3 separate regions of the Zea mays genome follow, and regions 1 and 3 are each linked to region 2. The links are chromatin contacts, called in public Hi-C maps. All regions are on one chromosome and are shown on one strand. Each heading gives the region's core, a stretch centred on a gene start, on an enhancer-like site or on the middle of the called end of the contact. The rest is flanking DNA. Distances are from core to core; before and after follow the strand shown. Region 1 holds the start of LOC100193653 (aspartate-glutamate racemase family). Region 2 holds the start of LOC100282355. Region 3 holds the start of LOC103635274 (transcription factor IIIB 90 kDa subunit-like).

Region 1 (3,244 bases), core at 181-2,680, 350 kb after region 2:
GTCATTTTGAACAACTTATCATTGGACTGGCAAACCAGGAATGGACAACCTACAAATTACAGTGGTCCAGCAGAGCTGCTGTTATCGATCTTTTTGGGACTGAGCTTTCAGACAAAGGGAGGTATCATAAAAAGTGACTGGGAAAAATCTGACCACCCATCACTGACGTAGGAGCTGAGCTGTCTAATTTGTAGAAAATACATATGCAGTGATGTGGTAATTGTCATTCAACATCCTGCTAGTCTGTTTTTCCAGATATATAAATAAAAAATACATAGCACAAATAACGTTTTTCTTTTAGACAAAGGGATCAGCCTAACTTATATCGACAGCCAACATAACACCTCTTTACTTACATTGAAGTGGAGCTATCATTTCGTTCAAAAAGGGAGATATCATATTATCAATAAGCATATGGTAATTGATGAAAAAGAAGATGTTTACCTGGCTCTCCAACTTGTCTAGGTAACAGTTTGTAGCCAATTTATTGTCAGTGAAGAGAACTCCCACACGGACATTACTTCCATACTCAACAGGTTTCAAGTTAGCAGCTTTGAGTTCCTTCACAACGCAATCACCAACATGGATGAACGGAACCGAGCAACCCTGCGAAATCTCATCATGCCAGGCATGTAAGAACTGGCATGGCATAACAATACAGCATGCTCCAGATTGCTCCAAGAAGAGCCTCTTCTGCCTTAACTTCCCAAGAGCAATACTGGCACTGCAGCCAGAAGTGGATTGGGTTCCAGATGGCAACAGCTCTTTCTTGACAAGCGGGTCATTGCAGATGATGAACGGAGGTGCCTCTTCTCCACCTCCAGTGCTCCAACTCACAAATTTCTCTAAAAATCTGAGGCAGGAAGAGGAAGACGCACCCATCACTCCGACTGCGCCTGATGGATGGCAAGTCCCAATGTAAGGTCCACTTCTTGAAGCTGAGGAACTTGCATCCAAATCCTTTGGTTCAGGGGGATCAATTGCATGGTCGGTCTTGAGAACAATTGGGGATGGTCTTGCATTATAAGCAAAACGTGATGACTGGGACCTACAAGAGGCCCATCTTCTTCGTGAACCACCCACACGATGGAACGAATCAGATAAGGAGCAACGAGGATATACGGCTATGCTCCTGCAAGAACAGGTTTTGAATCACTGTGTAAAAGCTGCGGCATTCTAGATCACAGACACTAAGCACCAGTAAACACAAAGCTGGATTCCAAGAAGTAGCATACAGAAACGGACCTCTGCAAAGACATCTGAACCATGGGAGTAAAGGTCTCTCAGGTCTGAACACCAGTCTCGTGACAGGATGTAGGGAGAGTGAGTGACGAAGGATGCAACTGGAGAGGCAGAACTAGGATCGGGAGACTATACCTCTTCTTCCCAGAAGACGGATGGCTGGTTTTAGATCTTAACAGCTATTAGCTACTAGTAAACAAGGACAATACCAAATGCACATGTATTACTCAGACTGGCTAATAGTAACAATCATTGTAACAGCAGGAAGGAGGGAACAGACAGAGTGGAACCTCAATTATTGAACTGGAATGAAGAAGGTGTCTGTTTTTATGTATTATAAGGAGGGTTCTAACCAAGAGGGAGGCGACGTGGAAGATTGTGACTGGTTACTTGGAAACTGCCTCACGTCTCAACCAAAGAAGGTTATCTCTTCAGCACACAGCAAACATCAACTTCCATCTCCCCTGGCATTGCTGGCTTCTAAAGATTCACCATCAGACTTTTCAGCTGTTAAAAAGGGTAGTAAAAAAAATCATCGCTCCAGTTTTCCGTCGGCAAAAAGGCAAGAAAGGAAGCCTACAAGATATAGACGACTCCAAGGGTCAATACTCACATGATAGTGGGGCTCATCTCATCTCCCCACATGTGGTGTAATCATCTGCCCCTGCCAGACACCAATAGAGAGCAAGAGACAGGGCAACAGGGGCCACTTGCAGCTGCATATGCGTACAACAGCACAAAATGCTAGGAGCCTAGGTCAGCAATATTGCTGCAAATGACGGAACACCTTGTAAATTGGGAAAAGGTGTAACCACTGCATGTGTCCTCGTTTGCTCGTTTCAATCTGTATGATTGATGTTTATCAGCTGGCAGTTCTGAACAATTTCTTTCATAACTCCAGATACCATCACCTCAAAATGAAAATCCAAACACAAAAGAATAATAACTAACTCAGAATTTGTCAGTAAATTACAACTTTCCACCCTTGTAAGAAAATATACTACAATTTTATTGGACACAACGTAAAACTGAAACCTGCCTAAACAGTAGAACTTTTCAACCTCAATGAGTCACCATGGCGTAGGTTCGAAACAGTATCTCCACGTACAGAGGAAAGCTTGCCAATTTATCTCTTTTCTAGACTCCACTCATGTAGAAGCCTTCGGCACTGGATCTTTTTTTTAAACATCAGAATTATTGGGGGGAAACAAGGTCTAGCTGTTTTTGGTAAACATTACAGAGGTGGCCTTTGTGAACTGTAAATCATGGTTTAAAAGGCGGCTAGGCGGAACTAGGCGCCCAGCCACCGCCTGACCGCCTAGGCGACTTAGGCGGGTGCCTAGGCGACGCCTTAGTAGCTGTTACAAACAGCTGTTAGCCTTTTACAAAATACCAAACAACCAAAGTACCAAACAGCTGTTACAGTTACAGCTCATAAACTAGAAATCATCACAAATTCACAATAGCACAATAGTGGATCTGAAATAGCCACAAAGTAGTTTCTAAAGGAACAATAGCAAGTCACAAAATTTAAAACAGCACAATACCAAATCTGAAATAGCCACATAGATAGTTTGTAATGACATAATTAATAGTAACTAGCTGCAGTTAGTAATGCAGCAAATATGCTAATGCAATCTAGCAATAGCTACTCTCCCGTCGCTCAAAAATCATCATCAAACTCTCCTGGGATATTGGGTGCCTCCCCTTCTTCACCATCATTGCCACCATTAGATTCATCTTCACAATCTGTGATTTCTGCATCATCATGTGGAACATCTTCTTCATCTTCATCTTCCTCTTCAGCCTCTGACATATTTTGTGCAGCAACAGAATTTCTTCTTGAATACACATTATGGGCCCTTCTTGGTAAGTTTCGGCCACGAAGTGCTTGTGATGCTCCAATGGCATTATCCACAAGGTCCCATGTAAGGTCACACTCACACCCACGCCCACCTTCAGGGACTACATGCAAAGAATCAGCCCACTCATTGTCCCAGTC
Region 2 (3,087 bases), core at 32-2,531:
GAAAATACCAACTATTGCTGTTAGACGTGGCCAGCAGCCAAGTCCCGTCGCAGGACTGTTTGCTGCATGTTTAGATTCATACGCTGAAGTGTTCAAATCAGGATGAGGTACAGGTACATTAGATCCATACGCTAGCTGGATACATTCGGACTGCAGAATATAGATAGTCATGGTTGGCATCCTGGCAGTTGGTTACATCTTGTGAGTAATCTGCGCGTTGCCGTTCAGCAGTTTCACCGGTTCTTGCTGCTGCTGCTGGGACCCGATCCGCTGCCAAACTGCGCGGTAAGCCGTGAGGCCAAGCTTGTGCACCCTGTCGTACACGGTCTCCGGGCGCAGCGGCGCGACGTAGAGGCCGACGGCGTCGAGCTGCCACCCGCTCCTCCCGCAGAAGCCGACGATGACGCCGCCGTCCACCGGGAACTCGAAGGGCGTGCCCTCCGCCACGCCGAACGGCCCGTACGCCCCCTGGTTGGTCCGGAACGCCAGCGAGCGGATGACCGGCGAGCCGCCGGGCGCGATCGGCGCGTAGTGCCCGCTCACCGTTGTCAGGTACTCGTCCGGGTAGCCCAGCTTGATCTGTGTACGTACGCGCGCACGGTTCAGAAACCACCCAGCGGAAGGAGCCGTGTCACTGATCGTGACTGACGGGGGTGATTGGTTTGGCGGCGGACGTGCCTGGGTCGTGTGGCTGGCGGCGGCTCCTCCGTGCCGCTCCCCAGTGACGGGCATGCCGTCCCTGTCGTACTCCACGCTGATGGACTCCATGAACCGGTCGTAGGACATGGTGATGCTGCGGATCCCGGAGTAGCCGCCGTCGTCCCACGGGTGTCCCCCGGCGCCGCCCCATGGGCCGACCTTGATCAGCTTCTTCTTCGACACCACCATCTTCCTCTGCGATTGCTGCTGCCCCAAAAAAAAAGACATGCAGTTTTTTTTTAAATTCAGACATTCCCCATTTCGGAAATCCTGTATGCTTTCAACCACACGCCCTAGTTAGTTCCTCTCTTTTCAAACCAATGAAAGAACGAAAGAAAAAAAGTTTCAGCAGTTTATGTCTGAACAGAGAGGCATGCGAGAAAGACGCGAAATTCCTAACGGCGCGCAGGAACAAAAAGCAAACGAACAGAACACTAGTGAAGTCCATGTGTGCACCATGTTTCCTTCCCTTCCAGGGGGGTCTTGAGAGAATGCACAAGTGGTTAGGTTTTGCAGCCAAAGTTCCTTGAAGAGCAAGGGTGCTTAATAGATAGACAAGAGGTACTGAAGAAATTGCCCAGCAAAACAAAAGGTGCAGCAGGATGGGACGGATAGCTGGGGACAAAAGAATTAGATGCCCTAAGGAGGGGGGCTAGGGGATGAGTACACTGCTTTTCTGGAACGATAAGCATATTGCACAAAGAGCGCTCTGTTCTTGATCTGGAAGTTTCGTAGGATAATCTTTGAAACTGTGGATAATCCTCGGTTCGGTTTTAGCAGCAATGTCCCTGGAATTTTTTTTCTATGTAATTAGATTGAGTAAACTGTCTATGAGTTGAAGTTACCTTACCTTCAAGAAAAATGGAAGATCTAACAACGGTCGCAGTGCTCCCTTAGACTCCAAGCTCACAAGGTCTTGGTACCTTTACTTACATCAGATGGTGACTCGAAAAACAGAAAACGATGGTGACTCAAGAACATTTTTTCTCTCCCAGTCAAGCTAGCTATGCTTTGTCAGTAAAGGGACGGGCATGAAAGGTCTGGTGGACGATCATGGAACTGGAGAACAATACGCCATTGAGCTGATAGCATCATTGGCGAGAGCGAACAACTCATCCTGCCCGTCGTTCTTTCTTTTTAAGCACATCCAGCCAGCCAAACTTGCATGCACGAAACACTGAAATGTCCACCACACAGCCCACAGGGACATATGTGTGATGTGTCCAACAATCATCACCGGGAGGGAGCCAGGTCCAGTTGGTTTCGGTTGCCACTGAACAACACACAGCTAAGGAGAATCTTAGCTGACAGCGTGCGCAAAGTCCAGAAGAAGCCAATAATACACACAGCCAAAGCCAACGAATTGGCAGATGATAGGTGGCTGTCGTTTTCTGAAGCTTCAGGTGCACTTGCGGTAATTATGGTGCCTGTGGCTTCAAGTAAATACCTGTATGTGTGTGTGTGACTGCAAAGCGACCGTGCCGTCTCTATCTAACCGTCTTTGTGACACCGTGCTGTCTGTGCCCTTTCATCGTTGAGCAGACTGGACTTTTCCAAATAAGCAAAACTGTCAGCCATATCCCCTTGGGCCGTCGGGTATATCGATGTGCATGCAGTGGTTTGTTTCATCGAGCCAGACTGTACTGCTGCAGCCTAGAATAGAACCCTGCTGATCTGTGCTTTGCTGGAATACATCGGTATCATCAGCAGCTAATCTGTAGTTCTCAGATGAGGTGTACTGCTGCCTGTTGTGCAGAGCATCCTGCACTTTCACTTTGTTTCTTGCATAGTCGCATTGGCTGCCAATTATTAAAAAGAAAAACGGTAAAGAAGCAAGTCCCCCAAATCTGGATTATGAAAAATCAGAAATCTGCTAATTGTAGATTGGTTCTATATATGTCACTGAGGACCAGCAGTCTCCTAGCTTTAAGCTAATTATGGGGTGGCACTAAATTATGAGCTGGCCGATGGGAAATACGTAGCGAATAGGCCAGACTGTGAACGTGAGGCCCCAACCCTCCGCCGCTCGCCTATAAACACGCGCTCTCACCGCCTCCGACCTCACTCACTCTCATTCGCAATTTCCCTACGAGCTCGAGCTCACGGCTCACCGCAGCTCAAAAGCCAGCACAGGCAAACCCCCGTCATGGCCTCCTCCAAGATACTGCGCGCCGCCGTCGTCGTCGTGGCCGTCGCCGTGTCCTCCTTCGCCGGCGCCGCCCTCGCCGCCGAGGCCCCCGCGCCGAGCCCGGCCTCCGGCGCCGCGGCCGTCTCCTCGTCGCTCTTGGCCGCCGCCCTCTGCCCGGCCGTCGCGCTCCTCCTCGGCAACCTGCGCCACTGATGACGCCTGCCTGCCTGTCCGACGAGAGCCGCCGTGTGCTGTCGCGT
Region 3 (3,036 bases), core at 328-2,827, 310 kb before region 2:
TATTGACAATCTGCCTAATCTCATCCCTACCTGGTAAAACAAAGCCAAAAAACAGTTTACAGAGTACCACGAAAAGTAAAATAAATAAGTGCGCTAAAAACCATACCTTTGTCTAAGGTTCTTTGATGAGAAATCGAATATCCAGACTCAATGCTTGCAAGAATACTTCCAGCTAAGCGACTCTGTGTAGCCCCAAATTATACCAAATCTCAGAAATTGGTAAAAGAAAAGGATAAATCCAAGGATTACAAAGCATGTAAATAAAACCAACCTGTCCTGTGTTATCCTTAACAAAAGTAGGCTCATCAGTGTATACCTCCTGATCAAGAACCTTCCCACATGTACCACAACATCTGATCATCATTCATCAAACATGTCAGTTTTCATATCAATAAATAAGCTCAAGAGCTTCAGTTGCTTTATGAGAATCTGATGGACAACCATTAACAGAGTTGTAAATAGCCCATCTTCATAACAATCCTACTGACTGGTTTTGCAAAGTATTCCATTAGAATAATATAGAAAGAACAGGGAGGTCTCACATGTATCCTTTGTCAGGGTCCTTTATGGAGGGGCAGTAATCAGCACAGTGAGTGCAGTAAATCATTGCAGAAGGAACTACACAACCAGGGGTGATCAGCTCATACCAATCTGTGAAACTTTGAGTAGATTTTCTGTTCAGTTCCAAGCCTATATAAAACATCCATCGTATTCGTTTACGAAATATATGCAGACTTGATAAAAAAGAGACTTTTGGAACCATATTCCCCAAAACAAAGATTTTTGGTAGCCATTTTCACCTCCAATTTCCCAATTCAACATTTTTACATGCAAGAAGACCAAACAGACATTGCAAAATGTTTTCTTTTTTTTTTTTACTCGCTCCACTCCTTCCTTCCTAGTAGAAACCTGTGCCCTCAAATTCTCAGTAACGGGCTAAATATAGGACATCGGTGCCATAATTCTTTGCCAAAAATCGAAGTTAGCCTCAGCGTCTTTGTACATAAAACCGTTTCTCCACTTAATTCAAAAGGTCTAAAAACATGAATATACTACCAATACTAGCCACCGGGTCAGTTCCTGATGCAATATAGCTTGGGTTGGTCGGTTCCACGAAACGGGTGACGTACCTAATAGAGGATTGACACGGATCGAGGGTTGCCGCCTCTGCCGCTGGCGAGGAATAGGAAAACGTGAGCCACTCCGGATCAGATCGAGAGGGAGGGAGGATAGCTTGAGGCGTCGTCTTCCTCGCGAGGGCAGGAACGACCGATAGGTGAGGAGAGGACCGCGGTCGCGCGGAGTGGGTGTGAGATGGCCGCGGGCGGCGAGGTGTGGTCGAGCAGGTTAGCGCGAGCTCCGGCGAGGACACGAATCCAGTGAGAGTGAGGGCTCCGGCGACGGCGAGGTCACGAGCTCTAGCGAGGGCTCGGACGATGAATCCGGTGAGGGAGAGGGCGACGCGAGCTTCGGCCACCGGCTTCGGAGCAGACGACCTGCGTAGGAGGCGGGGGCGCGCAGCGGCAAGCAGGGGCGGCGGCGACGGTGGAAAAAAAAACGTCTCCTGTCCAACCTCCCACACCCGCACGTACGCGTGAACGAGAAATTTGCGATTATAGGCTCCCTAAGGTTAGGCTTCGCCCGAACAGAACCAGATCAGGAGGCTTCGCTGAGATAGGATCAAAACAGCCTTCTCTTATTGCAACTCCAATACCTCCTAAAAACTATGGTCCCAATGTATATTTTAGGGGGGGAAGAAAAACTACCGTCCAACAGTTACCAAATTGTTCTCCGTTTCTTCACGCACGCGAAGAAAGACCCATCCACGGCACAAAACATTCACAGGCGATGTGAGCTCCCAATCCACTGGTTTTCTCCGTCCCCATGCCAGACATTTCCTTCATGCCTCCGCAGGTCCTCTTCACCCCCCTTGATTTCACGATCATGTCTCCGTCGTTCCTCTCCACTCCCTCGATTTCAAGGCACAAAACATTCGCTGGCAAGATGTCGAATCTCTCCACCAAACGTCCAGCCTCGTCAATGTCGTCTAGAAGTGGTGATTATCCGCCGGAATCTTCCTGGACGACACCGACATGAATCCATCTCGCGGCGACTGCATATTTTGAGGTATGCACATCCTGTGGACAACTTTGTGTTGGGTTTAGGAGCAATTCCATGTATGCCATCAAAAAATGTACTCATTACTTGTGTGCCACTGGCCCTACATATAATACACACAAAAAAGTTATATATATACCACTCAGTGGCATGTAAGGAATGAGTATAAAATTTGATGACTGCTAAGGAATGAGTATAAAATTTGATGGCAGTCGGCGAATTTTTCCTTAGGGTTTAGTTGGCAGTGGGGATCTATTTATTTCTCTATTTTCTCACATCTTGCTGCAACGATAAACACTATTGTATTTTGGGGGAATCCGGTTCATTCCCGGCTTGATGTTTTGGACCCTCTCTATGACTTTTGGGTTGTGCGTTTTGTTTGTGATTAGACGTGTGTAGCATCTGTCTCACCTTCTCAAATGCCATCTCCAGCTTGTCGAGCTACACGAGAAGCAAATATTAGAATGATGTTATATATATATAATAGCTGGATGCCCGTGCGTTGCAACGGTAATATATAATATCAATATACTACGATAACTTATATACAAAATCTGTGTTATATTGTTATGAGAAAATGTTTTATAATCAATTTGTGATCCTAGTCATACATAAATTTTGTTATTTTAATCTAGTTATTTCACCACCACATTGCAACCATCAGTATCATGCAGACTTCGATATATGCCACGATTTATATGGTCTCATCATTGGAGAGCACGAGCACGTTCCACACATGCCGGAAAAATTCTCTCATACATCGTTAGTCATCAGACACGCACCACCCTAGGCTCTTGCTTAAACAAAAAGGTAAGTGTGTATGTGTTTGTGAAGAAAATTAAAGGCAGGCCGGCACAAAAGCTACCCTGACGGTGGCGAGGATGACGAACTGGTCACTGTTGTCGATCCTCCTCTATG

What was found. Hi-C and Micro-C count contacts between places; a contact is called where the count stands out from the background.
Region 1: a contact with region 2 is called in a Hi-C map of tassel, with 3 times the contacts expected there. The contact joins the promoter of LOC100193653 here to the promoter of LOC100282355 in region 2. A contact is called at or near these places in 4 of 25 Hi-C or Micro-C datasets (bundle sheath, ear, leaf mesophyll and 1 more).
Region 3: a contact with region 2 is called in a Hi-C map of leaf, with 6 times the contacts expected there. The contact joins the promoter of LOC103635274 here to the promoter of LOC100282355 in region 2. A contact is called at or near these places in 6 of 25 Hi-C or Micro-C datasets (bundle sheath, ear, endosperm and 3 more).

What each region holds. Positions count from the first base shown.
Region 1 is chr8:63,381,814-63,385,057 of Zm-B73-REFERENCE-NAM-5.0, reverse strand. It overlaps LOC100193653 (aspartate-glutamate racemase family), which reads right to left and starts at 1,430. Exons shown (of 3, transcript NM_001138747.1): 1 at 1,246-1,430; 2 at 445-1,132. The coding sequence starts at 1,268.
Region 2 is chr8:63,727,011-63,730,097 of Zm-B73-REFERENCE-NAM-5.0, reverse strand. LOC100282355 reads right to left here and starts at 1,281. Exons shown (of 3, transcript NM_001371853.1): 1 at 1,156-1,281; 2 at 679-906; 3 at 70-579. The coding sequence starts at 1,158. The coding sequence ends at 193.
Region 3 is chr8:64,035,878-64,038,913 of Zm-B73-REFERENCE-NAM-5.0, reverse strand. LOC103635274 (transcription factor IIIB 90 kDa subunit-like) reads right to left here and starts at 1,577. Exons shown (of 20, transcript NM_001346889.1): 1 at 1,131-1,577; 2 at 543-659; 3 at 272-353; 4 at 107-182; 5 at 1-30. The coding sequence starts at 607.